Regions from separate parts of the Sus scrofa genome. Here all the other regions are linked to region 2. Evidence: chromatin contacts called from public HiChIP or PLAC-seq data. All regions are on one chromosome and are shown on one strand. The core of a region is the stretch at or near the end of the contact, and the rest is flanking DNA. Distances in the headings are between cores, read along the strand shown. Region 1 holds the start of FAM89A (protein FAM89A). Region 2 holds the start of TSNAX (translin associated factor X). Region 3 holds the start of ARV1 (ARV1 homolog, fatty acid homeostasis modulator).

Region 1 (3,846 bases), core at 1,256-3,755, 310 kb before region 2:
AGGAGCACCCAGCTCTTTGTTTTCTTTTTTCTTTTTTTTTTTTCGGGCTGCACCTGCGGCATGTGGAAGTGTCCATGCTAGGGGTTGAATTGTAGCTGTTGCAGCTGGGACCTATGCCACAGCCACAGCCACAGCCAACGTGGAATCTGAGCCGCATCTGTGAGCTGTGGCATAGGTCAAGACAACACCAGATCCTTAACCCACTGAGCGAGGCCAGGGATCAAACCCGAATCCTCATGGATACTAGTCAGGTTCCTAACCCACTGAGCTGCAACAGGAACTCCTGAACACCCAGTTCTGATCTTACAAGGCCCCTCAGTAGGAGCCTGAGTTTGAGGGGGCCACTCTGACCCCATTGCCCCAGGTTAGTAAATCTCAAAAAGCCAAAAGACCAGAGGACTTCTAGGACCTCATGACATTTCTTAAAAGGGGTTTGTCAAGGCCTGTAGCCATATTTTGTTTTTATCTCAGCTAAGTATCAGGCAGACCCAAGACTGCTGTTTATTTTCCTTGTGCTTCAAGTACAGAGGGAGCTCTGGTCCAAGGCGTAATGACAAGGCCGTGGCTATGCTTCAGTTGTACCAGGAGGGACCTGGAAAAATACTTGCGGGAAGGGCACGTTTACTCCCAAGCTACCACTTAGTAATATGCAAGACTCCAAAGCATGTTTATAAAGCAGAGAGAGCTTCACAACAGGAGTGGCCCTGAGGTTTTCCTGTTTCTGTTCCAGTCTGTAACTTACCTCAAGATGAATCTTCCTATTTCACCCCTGTATTTTTGCTGCACCTAAGATGTGTAAACACACTTGGGTGTAGATTTACCTAATTAAAATGCACCTCACCAGCTGTGCAATGACAGTGTCAATTAATGTTTATTAATAAATCAAAACGGTTGGCTTGGAATTTAAGTCATTCTATAAGAAGCTTAGACAATCTTTTCCTCAAGAAATGGAAATCACTACAGAGTGGGGAGATAACTGCTGATTAATTAAAAAAATGTTAAGACTGTTTTCCCGGATTTAATGAAGTCTAAGTTTTCAGAATAGCTACACTCCTGAAGAAATGCATAAACTGAATTTTTCTAAACCATATCTTAATGTGTTAGATGCATATTTAAAGGATTCCTATAAGAATTTCTTTAGCAAATGTATTTTTGGGGGGAAAGGAGCTTTCATATATTAGGTTTCCTTAATAAAGTATTTACCTGTGCCAGAAGAGAAGCACCTGCACAAGGTAAAAGAATGGGCAGATTCTAAAAAGACAGAGAAGGTGGCCCCACAGAGTTAGAAGGAGGAAGTTTTTCTGTTCTCTTCTGGGTGGGCCTAAGCCTGAAGAAAGATTCCGTGCTACCCACATCTCTGCCCTTGCCCTGCTTTTTGGCGTCACCCTCACTACAATGTCCCGGTCCTCAGACACCTAACATACTCCCCAAGGACTGGGAAAAACCAAGCCCCATTGTTTGGGGCCCAGACACAACCTGAAGAATCCTCACGGGTTTCACCCAGACGCGGTGGGCCCCACCTCCCCATCCTTCTCGAGGCGGCTTGGGGAATCCGAGTACCGCGCGGAGAGGGGTGAGGCAGAGCGTTCGCTTTCCCCACCATCTGCGGGCCGGAGCCAGCCCGCAGTAATCCGATTCTGCAAGCGCCGCCTTGGGCGCGGGGGAGGGGGGCGAGGGCTGTTCCAATCCGCTGTCTACACTCGGACGGACAAAAAGCTGTCCTCTTCAGGGCAGGAAAATACGATTGCACACAGCTCTTACGCCCCTCGGGCGCAGTTAAGTCCTCTTTCAGACCAGGGACATCTGCTGCACTCTGGGGAGGGTGACGAGCCGACCCCGGCCCGAGGCCAAGCGCAAGCCCCACGCCGCACCTCCCGACGCTCGGGTCTCTGAGCGGCTGGAGTCGTACTAGGGGGTCAAGTCTCTGAAAGGCTGCCTTTCGAGAGGACGACCCTCTCGGGGCGAGGGTCCAGTCGTGGCCACAGAGGGAAAGCAAAAGGGGTTAGCTGAAAGACAGTCCCTCTTTCGGCGCTAACGCCTGGGGCAAAGGAGCCTGAGACTGGCTGTGGCGCGGGCACTTCCGGCTAACTTTCCCAGTTCGGCGAGTCCGGACGGGAAGGACCCCCGCTCAGCCCGCGGACCCCCGCTTACCATCTCTTTACGCAGCAGGGCCAGCGCGGCGTCCAGGTTGGGGGGCTTGGCGGGCAGCACCGTTGCCCGCGCCCCACCGCCGCCAGCTCCACTTCGGCTCAGCTCGTCCTGGATCCGAGACTTCTGCGCGTAGAGCCGCTCCAGGTGCCGCCAGCCCCCCGACGCACCGCCCCCCGACGCCGAGTGTAGCAGCCCGCTGAGGCTCTTGGGCAGCGGGGGCAGCCCGTCCACCCGCAGTCCGCGCACGGAGCTGGCCGCCCCGGCCCCGCTCATCCCGCCCAGCCAGACCACGCGCCCGCCAGCCGCAACCGCCGCCACGCCGCCGCCGCCACCCGGGGGCCAGGCTCCTCGGCCCGCCCCGTTCCCGGCGGCGCCCCGCCCACTTCCCTGCCCCGCCTCTTCTCCCTGCCCCCTCCGCGGCCCACGCCCCTCCCTGCTTCCCCGCCCTGCGCCCTCGACCCCAGTGCGCCCCACCGCCCCGGCTCTTCTTCGGCCCCGCCCACTCTCTTCCTCACCACCCTCAGCGCGTCTGCGCCCTACCCAGCAGCCCAGTTCACCACCGACCCCTCCTCATTAGCCTCCGGTCCCCACCAGCCCCGGACCAGCCCCCACTCGGCGCCCACCTCGGCTTCCTGGCTACTTCCAACCCCGCCTCCTCGTCCCGCCCCGCCCCACCATGCGCCTATCCCCGCGCTGAGGCTCACTTTTTAGCCAGTCCTGATTCTCCCTCCCCACCTGCCCGCGCTGCTCTGGGGATCGAGGCCACCCACGCTACCCCTTTCCCGGCAAAGTGGGCTCCGAGACCAGTCCCCGGAGCTGCTCGTAATTACTGATGGGGGAGGTCATCTCAGATGCGACCGGACGGGGCCAGCTTGGTGTGGGGAGTCAGGGTACGGAGCCTACCCCTCCAGGAGGCCAGGATATCAGGAGAGAAGTTTTGGTAGTGCTAGTGATCCCGCCCGCGGTCACCGTCCCCAGAGGCAGGATCTAACACACCAGGTACAGGCTGACCAAGGGGGAGAAGGCCAGGTTCTGGCCACAGGACCCCCGCCTGTCCCCGATGGCAGAATCTGGACCGCTTCTAGTTAAGTCTAACTTTCCACAGGGACAACTGGGGCCCAAGCCCCGGCGAGTCACTCTTTCACTGCAGGGCGCGCTGGCCTTCTCAGTAAAGGCAGTCAGTGTCCAGCCATACCGACAGCAGCCAAGAAGAGCATGGGGTATACTTTGGGAACTTCAAAATTCGAACAAAGATGGCTTTCAGCTTGGCTGTGGAAAGAGCAATTCTAAATGAATGGAAGTGTTAGGAGAGTGGAGAAAAGGATTAAATCTCAGAAACTATCCATCAACTCCGAGGCAAAAGTGAATACTCAGGACACCTCAGAGAGGCAGAAAGAAAAGAGAGAGAAGCAGGCTCTACCTTTTGGAGAAAGAATAAGAACGACAGAGGTTATACCCAGATTAGTGACAGAAAAGGCAACAAAGAATTGATTTGCAGAGACAGCCCCACTGCAGATTAAAAACGAATGCAGTATATAGAGACTGGATAACTTTAATGCCTGCTGATTCTCGCCTTTAATTATCAAAGGGGCTTAATGGGTCTAAATACCTTCCATGGGATCATAATTATACAGTGTTCTGAGCACTTCAGACACTTAAGATAAAAGAATCTTTGCACTTTGGGGTTTCCCCTTT
Region 2 (4,093 bases), core at 772-3,271:
AAAGTTGAGGTCTTCAGAGCTGCTCTATCTAGAGTATTTTTATACTGTTTTCCCAGACACTGCTGAAGCAAGCATTGACTCTAAAAATATTCATAACCTACTGGCATCCTTGGATGTAGAAGGAGTCACATTAAAATGATTACAATTATGTCAAACTTGTCTCTTTTTTTTTTTTTCCCCCTTGGTCATCTCTAATCAAATATTAGGGGGCATAACATCAGTAGGCTCAGACCTCACAGAAACTCAGAATTATATTCCCAACATCGGCAAAGCAAAAGTTTAGCCCATTTCACGCACAAGGAACTCAGCTAATCAACACAAGTATTCAAAGAGCTGCAAACATGTGATGGGTGGTGCCTGGCAGGCTTCTTGCTTCCCAGTTGGAAGAGGCCCTCAACATCACCCAGAGCAGGGAGTTTCCATTGTGGCTCAGTGGTAATGAACTGACCAGTATCCATGAGGACATGGATTTGATCTCTGGCCTTGCTCAGTGGGTTAAGGACCCCGCGTTGCAGAGAGCTTCGGTGTAGGTCACAGAGGTGGCTTGGATTTGGCATTGCTGTGGCTGTGGTGTAGGCCGGCAGTTGTAACTCTGACTCAACCCCTACCTGGGAACCTCCATATGCCGTGGGTGTGGTCCTAAAAAGACCAAAAAAAAAAAAAATTACCTAGAGCAGAAAATTTTCCTATGACACAGGACTGTCAAGAGCTTGAATTTACTGCCATATGCTATCCAAATGGTTTCATTTACTGTTTTTTTTTCCCCTAAATTAAGGAGGAAAGACTGTATGTACAACACAGGACATTACGGGGGTTATTTGGGGAAAATGTAGTAAAAAAGTACTTGTGGTTTCCCTGCAAGCCCTGGGCCACACAACTAGTCAAGCCTCAGCCTGAGATTTTATCTAAAGAATGCTGGATTGCCACTCATTTGCCCATCTGGAAGATGGGAACGTCTGTTCACCGACAGTTAACGAGGCTTACAAGGGTGCTGTGCTAAGAACCTGTTGCGGTGGGCTGGACACAAAGTCTATAAAGACAGGGCAGTACCTGCCTACAATGAAATGCTCACAAGTTAGTGGAGCACACCTGCTATTATCATCACTGACCTCTCTCTTTTTGGAGAGCGATGGTGAGAGAAGGGTATCAAAATTTATATTTAGCGGAGTCTTCTGCGCCTCAATGGTAACTTATTTACTGGTCAAAGATCTTCCTAGGTGGGTCCTGCTTTCTCTCTTTTACAGATGAAACTAAGCTAGGGATGAAGTGCTTCCCCGAGGTCACACAACCACTCAGTGGCGGAGACCACCGTGAACGCGAGCTGTCTGGCTCCACGGTTCCCATAGAGGAGAAAGGCGGGAGGAGGCAGGAGGACGACGAGAATGGGAGAATGGGAGAGGGGCGAGGGGAGGAGTACACAGGGGCCCGTTTCCCTTCGTTAGAGAAAATGCCAGCAACGCCATCCACTTGTTGATTTGCACATTTCCATCACTTTAGCTGCCGGCGTCACTGCTAGGAATGGAAAACTGAAAGACTCCCCAACTCTTTAAGGTTTGGTTTGCTTCCCGAGAGGACATAGCCACAGGTGATGCGAATTGATGCCTTCTCTGTTCCCGGCGCCAGCCAGGCCGTCTGCGGCAACGAACTACAACCCCACCATGCACCGCGCGGTTCCGAGGGCCACGCCAAGGGAACAAGAGGGTGACCCAAAGGTGCCTTGAGGGGAAAAAAAAAAAAAAAATCACCTACATTTTCCTGGCTTTCCCACCTTCACGTTGACCTCACTCCCAGCACGGTCCGCCATATTTTTAAGTGAGCAGCTCATACAGAGAAGTGTGCCGAGTCTCTTCTGTCTTCAGGCATGACAGAGGGCAGGCTCGATGCCTGCGCGCGGGTGCGAGGTCCCCAGGCCAGGCGCGGGGCGGAGTCAGCAGCGGCTGGGCGGGGACGCAGACCGGAAATATGCGAGGGCAAGGGAGAAGCTTGAGTGGCTGCGGGCGCGCGCTTCCGGCCGGGGCGTCGACGTTGGCCGGCTGCGCAGGGCGCCGCTGCGGGCTCTTCGGCCACCACTTTACGCGTTCCGCTCGCCTCCAGGTTGCCAGTCTCGTCTCTTCTCGCCGTAGGCCGTGACGACATGAGCGGCAAAGAAGGTGGCGTCCTCGACAATTTGGGGCGTTATTTCTGTGTTTAGTCCAGGCTTCTGGTCACATTTCCCACTTCTCACCCTTGCGGGATGCCCTCTCACCCTGAAGGCTCGGGGCGGGGGTGCTGCCCTAGTGATTTTTGCGGCCACAGTGGCCTGTTTATGCCTCGTGTTTTCTTAAATTCTCGAGCCGTTTTTCATCTTAGTTCGATAGTTGCTCTGTAAGGAAGCCGTTAGTGGAGGCCCGGATGGTGAGCCTAAGGTTTGGGAGGACAAGGCAGGGTCCTTCTGCTGAGAAAGCCTCTCTGTGGATACCGGTTGTAGAGAAAGGAACGCGTTTGCCCGCTGTAAATTTTTGTCAGCTCTTGGTAATGGAAGAGCCCCGTCCAACCTTTTTTTCCTTCTCTATGTAAGGTTCAGGAGGGTTCAGGAAAAGGAAGCATGACAATTTCCCACATAACCAAAGAAGAGAAGGGAAGGATCTTAATTCATCTTCACCTGTGATGTTGGCCTTCAAATGTAAGTTCTCTGTCATGCAAGCTGGCGAAGGGAAGAGAACTAAAGAGCTTGTCACGAGGGTTACTTAGCCATGTCCTACACGTGAAAACAGCCGCCAGGAATTTTCCTGGAGGTGTTGGCGATGGTGCTAGGTCTGCCATGAAAGTTGAGATTACAAAAGTGTTGACTTTTTTTTTCCGCATTGCAGTTTCACAAGTAAACATTAGTTTACTAACATCAGACGTGCTACATAACGAAAAATTACTGAGTGATATGTAAATATATGTGTCAAGGGTGTGTGTATACATATATCTATTATGTATATATTTATGTTGGGTGTGTGTATATGTACCAACTGTATATGTGTATATCAGCGATGTGTGCATATACATCAGCTGTATGTGTACATATATTTAATTAATTTTAACGTGTTGGTTTTGTTTCCTTAGCTAGACTTTTGAAGACAGGGACTGGTTTTTTTTTTTGTTTTTTTGGTTTTTTTTGTCTTTTTGCCTTTTCTGGGGCCGCTCCCATGGCACATGGAGGTTCCCAGGCTAGGGGTCTAATCAGAGCTGTAGCTGCCGGCCTCCGCCACAGCCACAGCCACAGCAACGCGGGATCCAAGCCGCGTCTGCAACCTACATCACAGCTCACGGCAACGTCGGATCGTTAACCCCCTGAGCAAGGCCAGGGATCGAATCCGTAGCCTCATGTTTCCTAGTCGGATTCGTTAACCATTGAGCCACGACAGGAACTCCCAGGGACTGTATTTTATCTTTTCACAGAGTATGAATGCATTTCTATTAGTAAATCAAACGTGTATGTATTCACAGTTGCCCTTGTCTCAGCATGTTAACTTGGTCAAGTTGTTACTCATTTCAAAGAGAAACATAAAACAAAGTCCTCCCTCCTCTCTTCTGTCCAGCATCCTATCCTTATAGTTTTTGTGGTTTTGGAATCCATGAGGGGCTTAGTTAGCTGTTGGTTCTGACTTGCAGTCATGTGCAGGCTATGCTTGGGCTGGAGGATCCACAGCTATTGACAAATTAGGCTTTCTGCCAAGAACCAGCTCCAGGTTCCTCTACATGGACCCTCGGTAGAACTGCTTGAATGTCCTCAAGCGTGGCATCTGGCTTCCCCTAGACTGAGAGATGGGAGGAGATCACCCTTCTCTTATGTCCTAATCTAGGACATCATACTTTCTCACTTTTGCTACATTCTATTTGTTAGAAATGAGCAGTTTAAAAACTCCGCCTCATATTTAAGTGGAAGGGAATTAGCTTCCATTTTTTGGAGGGAGGTATCTCATGATTTGTGGACATAAATTTCTTTTTTTTTTCCTTTTCTTTTTTTATGCTTTTTAGGGCTGCATGTGCAGCATATGGAAGTTCCCGTGCTAGGAGTCAAATCGGAGCTATAGCTGCTGGTCTGCACCACAGCAACGCCAGATTC
Region 3 (4,207 bases), core at 1,636-4,135, 350 kb before region 2:
AAGCCTCATAATACAGCGTTCATCCTTTGAAGCAGAGAACATGAGAAAAAAAAATTTTTTTTTTTGGTCTTTTTAGGGCTGCACCTATGGCATATGGAAATTCCCAGACAAGGGAGGGTGTCGAATTGGAGCTGTAACTGACAGCCTATGCCACAGCCACATCAACTTGAGATCTGAGCCACATTTGCAACCTACACAACAGCTCACGGCAACACCAGATCCTTAACCCACAGAGCGAGGCCAGGGATCGAACCTTCATCCTCATGGATACTAGTCAGGGTCCTTTACTGAGCCACGACGGGAACTCTCATAAAATGGCCTTGATATGTGAGGGAATGACGGATGGACAGATTCTTCCAAATGCCTCGGTTCTGAAAACCTACATTTATCATGATCTGGGGGAAAAGCATAATACAGGTCAGAGTTGGCTCAAATGAAGACTTTTTTTTTTTTTTTTTGGCCACCCTTGGTACATGGAGTTTCCCGGATCCAAACCACAATTTCGATCTACACCGAAGCTGCAGCAATGCTGGATCCTTAACCCACTGTGCCAAGACAGGTATCGAACCCTTGTCCCAGGGCTTCAGAGAAGTCACGGATCCTGTTTTGCCACAGTGGGGACTCCTCAAATGAGGACTCTTAACCACTGGCAGAAGCCTGATGCTACAGAGTAAAATAAGCCACCTAGATCAATAACATCAACCGATTTCATAATATAAATCAATTTGTTTCTTTCATTGCCTAAAATCTGGGTCTCCTTTAGCCAGTGAGCATCACATGGCTACAGAAGGGAAGGGAAATGAAGATTTACACACCACACACTATACGCTTGCAAACACTACAGATGTGTTTCCATCCCTTTAACCACTTAGTGTTTAAGACAAATTGTGTCTGGCGCCTGACCACCTGGGCTCCTCCCTTTCCAGCTGTGGGCCCTCAGCAAAGCGATGATTTCACTGTGCTTTGGTTTTCTAATCTGAGAAAAGTAGCTACCGTCCAGTGATATAGTTACCGGTGTTCTGAAAGACTAAGAGAACTGGCTAACCAACCTAAAACTCTTACAGCAGCACCTGGCACAGAGCAAATACTGCATACGTGGATGTTAGCTATTTCTCATTTTCCTCGCAGCATCCTTATGAAGAAAATAAAACCCTGTAATTAGGTAACAGTGCCTTCAATTTACAGAGCAGGCGATTTTGCAAAGACAGGCTATTAACCTGTTCAGAGTCACAGAAAGTGACAGAGAGAAAAGCCCTTCTCTACCCACTATGCAACACTGGCCACGTCATTTATGCTGCTACTAGCCACCGCCTACTACAAAATACAGAAGTCACATAGCCCTCCATGAGCAAGACTTCCTCAAGGAAGTCAGATTGTGCTAAAAGGAAATCAGAGTGTGCTAATCTTGCCATCTCATCTCAACCAAAAAATACTTATTGTCCTTCCAGGTACACAATGCTAGACTGCTGAGAGGCCATAAAAGCAACCAGCCAGCTCCTTAAGAAGACCCAGACGTTTCAAAAGCAGGCCTTAAGGGAACTCGCGGAGGGCAGGAAGAAAGGGAAAGGGGAGGGAATTAAAGGGTTAAAAAGAACTACGGAACTCATAAACAAAAAAAGTACCTTGCCCCTGAGGAATCTGCCATGAGTTATTAAATTGAGGCCAAAAGCGCCCAATCTTAATGAATGAGCTGGCCCAGTTCCAATACACACACAGCTCTGATACACATGGGCAGGGTGCCCCAGGGCACTTTTTACGCCCTGGGAAACACCTGACAGATCACAGGTCAATCTTAAACAACTAGAAGCAAGATGTCAATGAGCAGATCCAATGGGCTTGCTCTTTTGCTCCCTTCTTTTTCCAGGTATCAAATTTTTAGACTCTGTGTTTAACACAAGACGTCAACCGGGAGGGGCGGATATCTCGTTTCCAGGCCTAAGATGGGCCAGGCATCACGGCTCTGGACGCGGGTCCGGTCCTCCTGGTCTGTCGGTACTTCCCTAGGCTCCCACAGCCCCCGTGGGGGCCGGGGGCTGCCCTGGAACACCTGCCATCTCCTCCTCCACCCTTTCAACAGTTATGAGGACTGCGGAGAGGCCGCCCTGGCCTCGGGAGCATGCTGTCAGCTCTTTCACTATTCACCGCCCTTCCCAAGGCTGCCTCGGCAGAGGGGCGCACAGCGGCGTGGGTGTGAGCGGTGGGAAGCGGCCCCGGCGTGACACCTCGCGGAGCCGTCTCCCGCGGGGGCACACGCCGCGGCTGGCGGCAGCGAGACCTGGGCGGCCAGCAACATCGGCCCCGGGGCCCGCAGCCCCCAAGGCCCCGCCACCCGGCGCTCCGCTGCGACCCGGACGCCCGCCCGCCGCCGCCGCCCACTCACCGCCGCACTCGGCCGAGTACTGGTCCCCCCAGTCCCCGGACTGCGGGCTGCAGCCGCCGCCCGCCGGGGCCTCCTGCTGCTGCCGGTGCTGCAGCTCCTGCTTGAGCAGGGACAGCGGCGAGTAGTGCTCGGTGGCCAGGGCGCCCGGCCGCGGCCCAGCGGACAGTACCCCCAGCAGCAGCAGCACCGGGACGCGCCGGGCGGCGCCCGCGGCGGCCACAGCGCCGCCCCAGCAGCCGCAGCAGCCGCAGCCGGCAGGTGCCATCTTCCCTCAGGGCGCATGTGCGGCGTCCCTCGCCGCGCGCTGCGGCCTCCCAGCCCTTACCCGAGGCGGGCAGGTGGGCCTTGGCAGGGGGGCTGAAGAAAGAGAGTGGCGGTGCCTGCTGGGAGTTGTAGTCCCATATAGGCCAGTCTGGGTCCCCCTGTCTGGGGCCGGGACTGCGAATCCCATCAAGCACTGCGCGCGCAAGGCTTCCGGTCTGGCGTCTGACGTCTGCCCCGCCACTGAATCGGAAGTTCTGGGCTGCAGTTGCGTGGAAATGGGCACTGGTGGGCGGAGTGGGCTTCGGCCAGGCAAGGGGAACGCAGAAGGGGTGACAGCGGGAAAGGGGAAGGCGGATGGGGTGGCAGTGACTCCTACTGCTGCCTCAGCCTCCTGCCAGTACAGGTGTATCGAATGCAACCAGGAGGCCAAGGAGTTGTACCGAGACTATAACCACGGCGTGCTGAAGATAACCATCTGTGTGAGTTGTCAGCTGTGGGGTTCCTTGGGGAAAAAATGGCGCAGTGAGATTTGGGGAGCGTGAGCGACCATGGAATCTGTATCAGCTGTTCAGGGTGATAAAATGTAAAAAATCAACAGTTTCAGGGTCTTCTAATACAGACTAAATTTTGACGCTCGACCTTCCCCGTCGAATGTTTGCCTGAATACCTAGAGTAGTAGAGAAGTCACACCCCACAGTGCTTTTCTCAGATCCGTCACGTTTGCTGACGGATCCTCGGACCTGATGGATGCAGGCGCTGTGCCGAGAAATTTAAAGGTCAGATTAGGTTGACGGTAAAGCTATTTCATTCTTAGTTGTTTTCCCTCTGATAGACAGATGTTGCCATCTTTGCGCTTCATAACCTATGGCGAATTCTCTAGATATTTTTTCAGGTTTCATCCATTGTGGTTATGGAATGGACAGCATTGTGTATAAAGCACTGTGCTAGACGTTGGTGATACAAAAACCAAAAATGAGGAAGTAAAAGTTCTGCTTTCAAAGTGTTCATAGTCTCTTTATAGGGAATGGTCCTTTGTTTTAAAAGTCATAAAATTGGGAGTTCCCGTCGTAGCTCAGCGGTTAACGAACCCGACAAGCACATATAAGAACACGGGTTCGATCCCTGGCCTCACTCAGTGGGTTAAGGATCCGGCGTCGACATGAGCTATGAGCTGTGGTGTAGTTCGCAGACCTGGCTGGGATCCTGCCTTGCTGTGCCTCTGGCGTAAGCCGTCGGCTACAGCTCCGATTGGACCCCTAGCTTGGGAACCTCCATATGCCCTGGATGCTGCCCTAAAAAGACAAAAAGACCAAAAAAAAAAAAAAAAAAAAGGTCATAAAATTGGAAGTTCTTTGGGGGCCATTAGCAAAGAGTCTGTCACATTATGGGTAGTCACTATGTTTTTCTCCCATTTCCGATCCCATTTCTATTAATCTTCATTCCAAAAACACAGCACATAGTAATTTACCAGGGAGCAGACAGTATGAATATGTACCAGTTTCTGACTGTCAGACATGGTAATCACTCTGGTGCATGCGATCCCAATTTCCTGTTCTTTTTCCA

Evidence for each region. HiChIP or PLAC-seq counts read pairs in DNA pulled down with a chosen protein or histone mark.
Region 1: a contact with region 2 is called in an H3K27ac HiChIP or PLAC-seq map of alveolar macrophages. The contact joins the promoter of FAM89A here to the promoter of TSNAX in region 2. A contact is called at or near these places in 2 of 5 promoter capture datasets (fetal liver and liver) and 1 of 2 datasets of contacts at active chromatin or transcription factors (alveolar macrophages).
Region 3: a contact with region 2 is called in an H3K27ac HiChIP or PLAC-seq map of alveolar macrophages. The contact joins the promoter of ARV1 here to the promoter of TSNAX in region 2. A contact is called at or near these places in 1 of 5 promoter capture datasets (liver), 2 of 47 Hi-C or Micro-C datasets (heart right ventricle and liver) and 1 of 2 datasets of contacts at active chromatin or transcription factors (alveolar macrophages).

What each region holds. Positions count from the first base shown.
Region 1 is chr14:59,366,404-59,370,249 of Sscrofa11.1, reverse strand. It overlaps FAM89A (protein FAM89A), which reads right to left and starts at 2,505. Exons shown (of 2, transcript XM_001924531.4): 1 at 2,152-2,505. The coding sequence starts at 2,424.
Region 2 is chr14:59,056,228-59,060,320 of Sscrofa11.1, reverse strand. TSNAX (translin associated factor X) reads left to right here and starts at 2,021. Exons shown (of 6, transcript NM_001243607.2): 1 at 2,021-2,150; 2 at 2,558-2,662. The coding sequence starts at 2,135.
Region 3 is chr14:59,407,671-59,411,877 of Sscrofa11.1, reverse strand. ARV1 (ARV1 homolog, fatty acid homeostasis modulator) reads left to right here and starts at 2,885. Exons shown (of 6, transcript NM_001243293.1): 1 at 2,885-3,123. The coding sequence starts at 2,920. It overlaps TTC13 (tetratricopeptide repeat protein 13), which reads right to left and starts at 2,750. Exons shown (of 21, transcript XM_001926644.5): 1 at 2,381-2,750. The coding sequence starts at 2,645.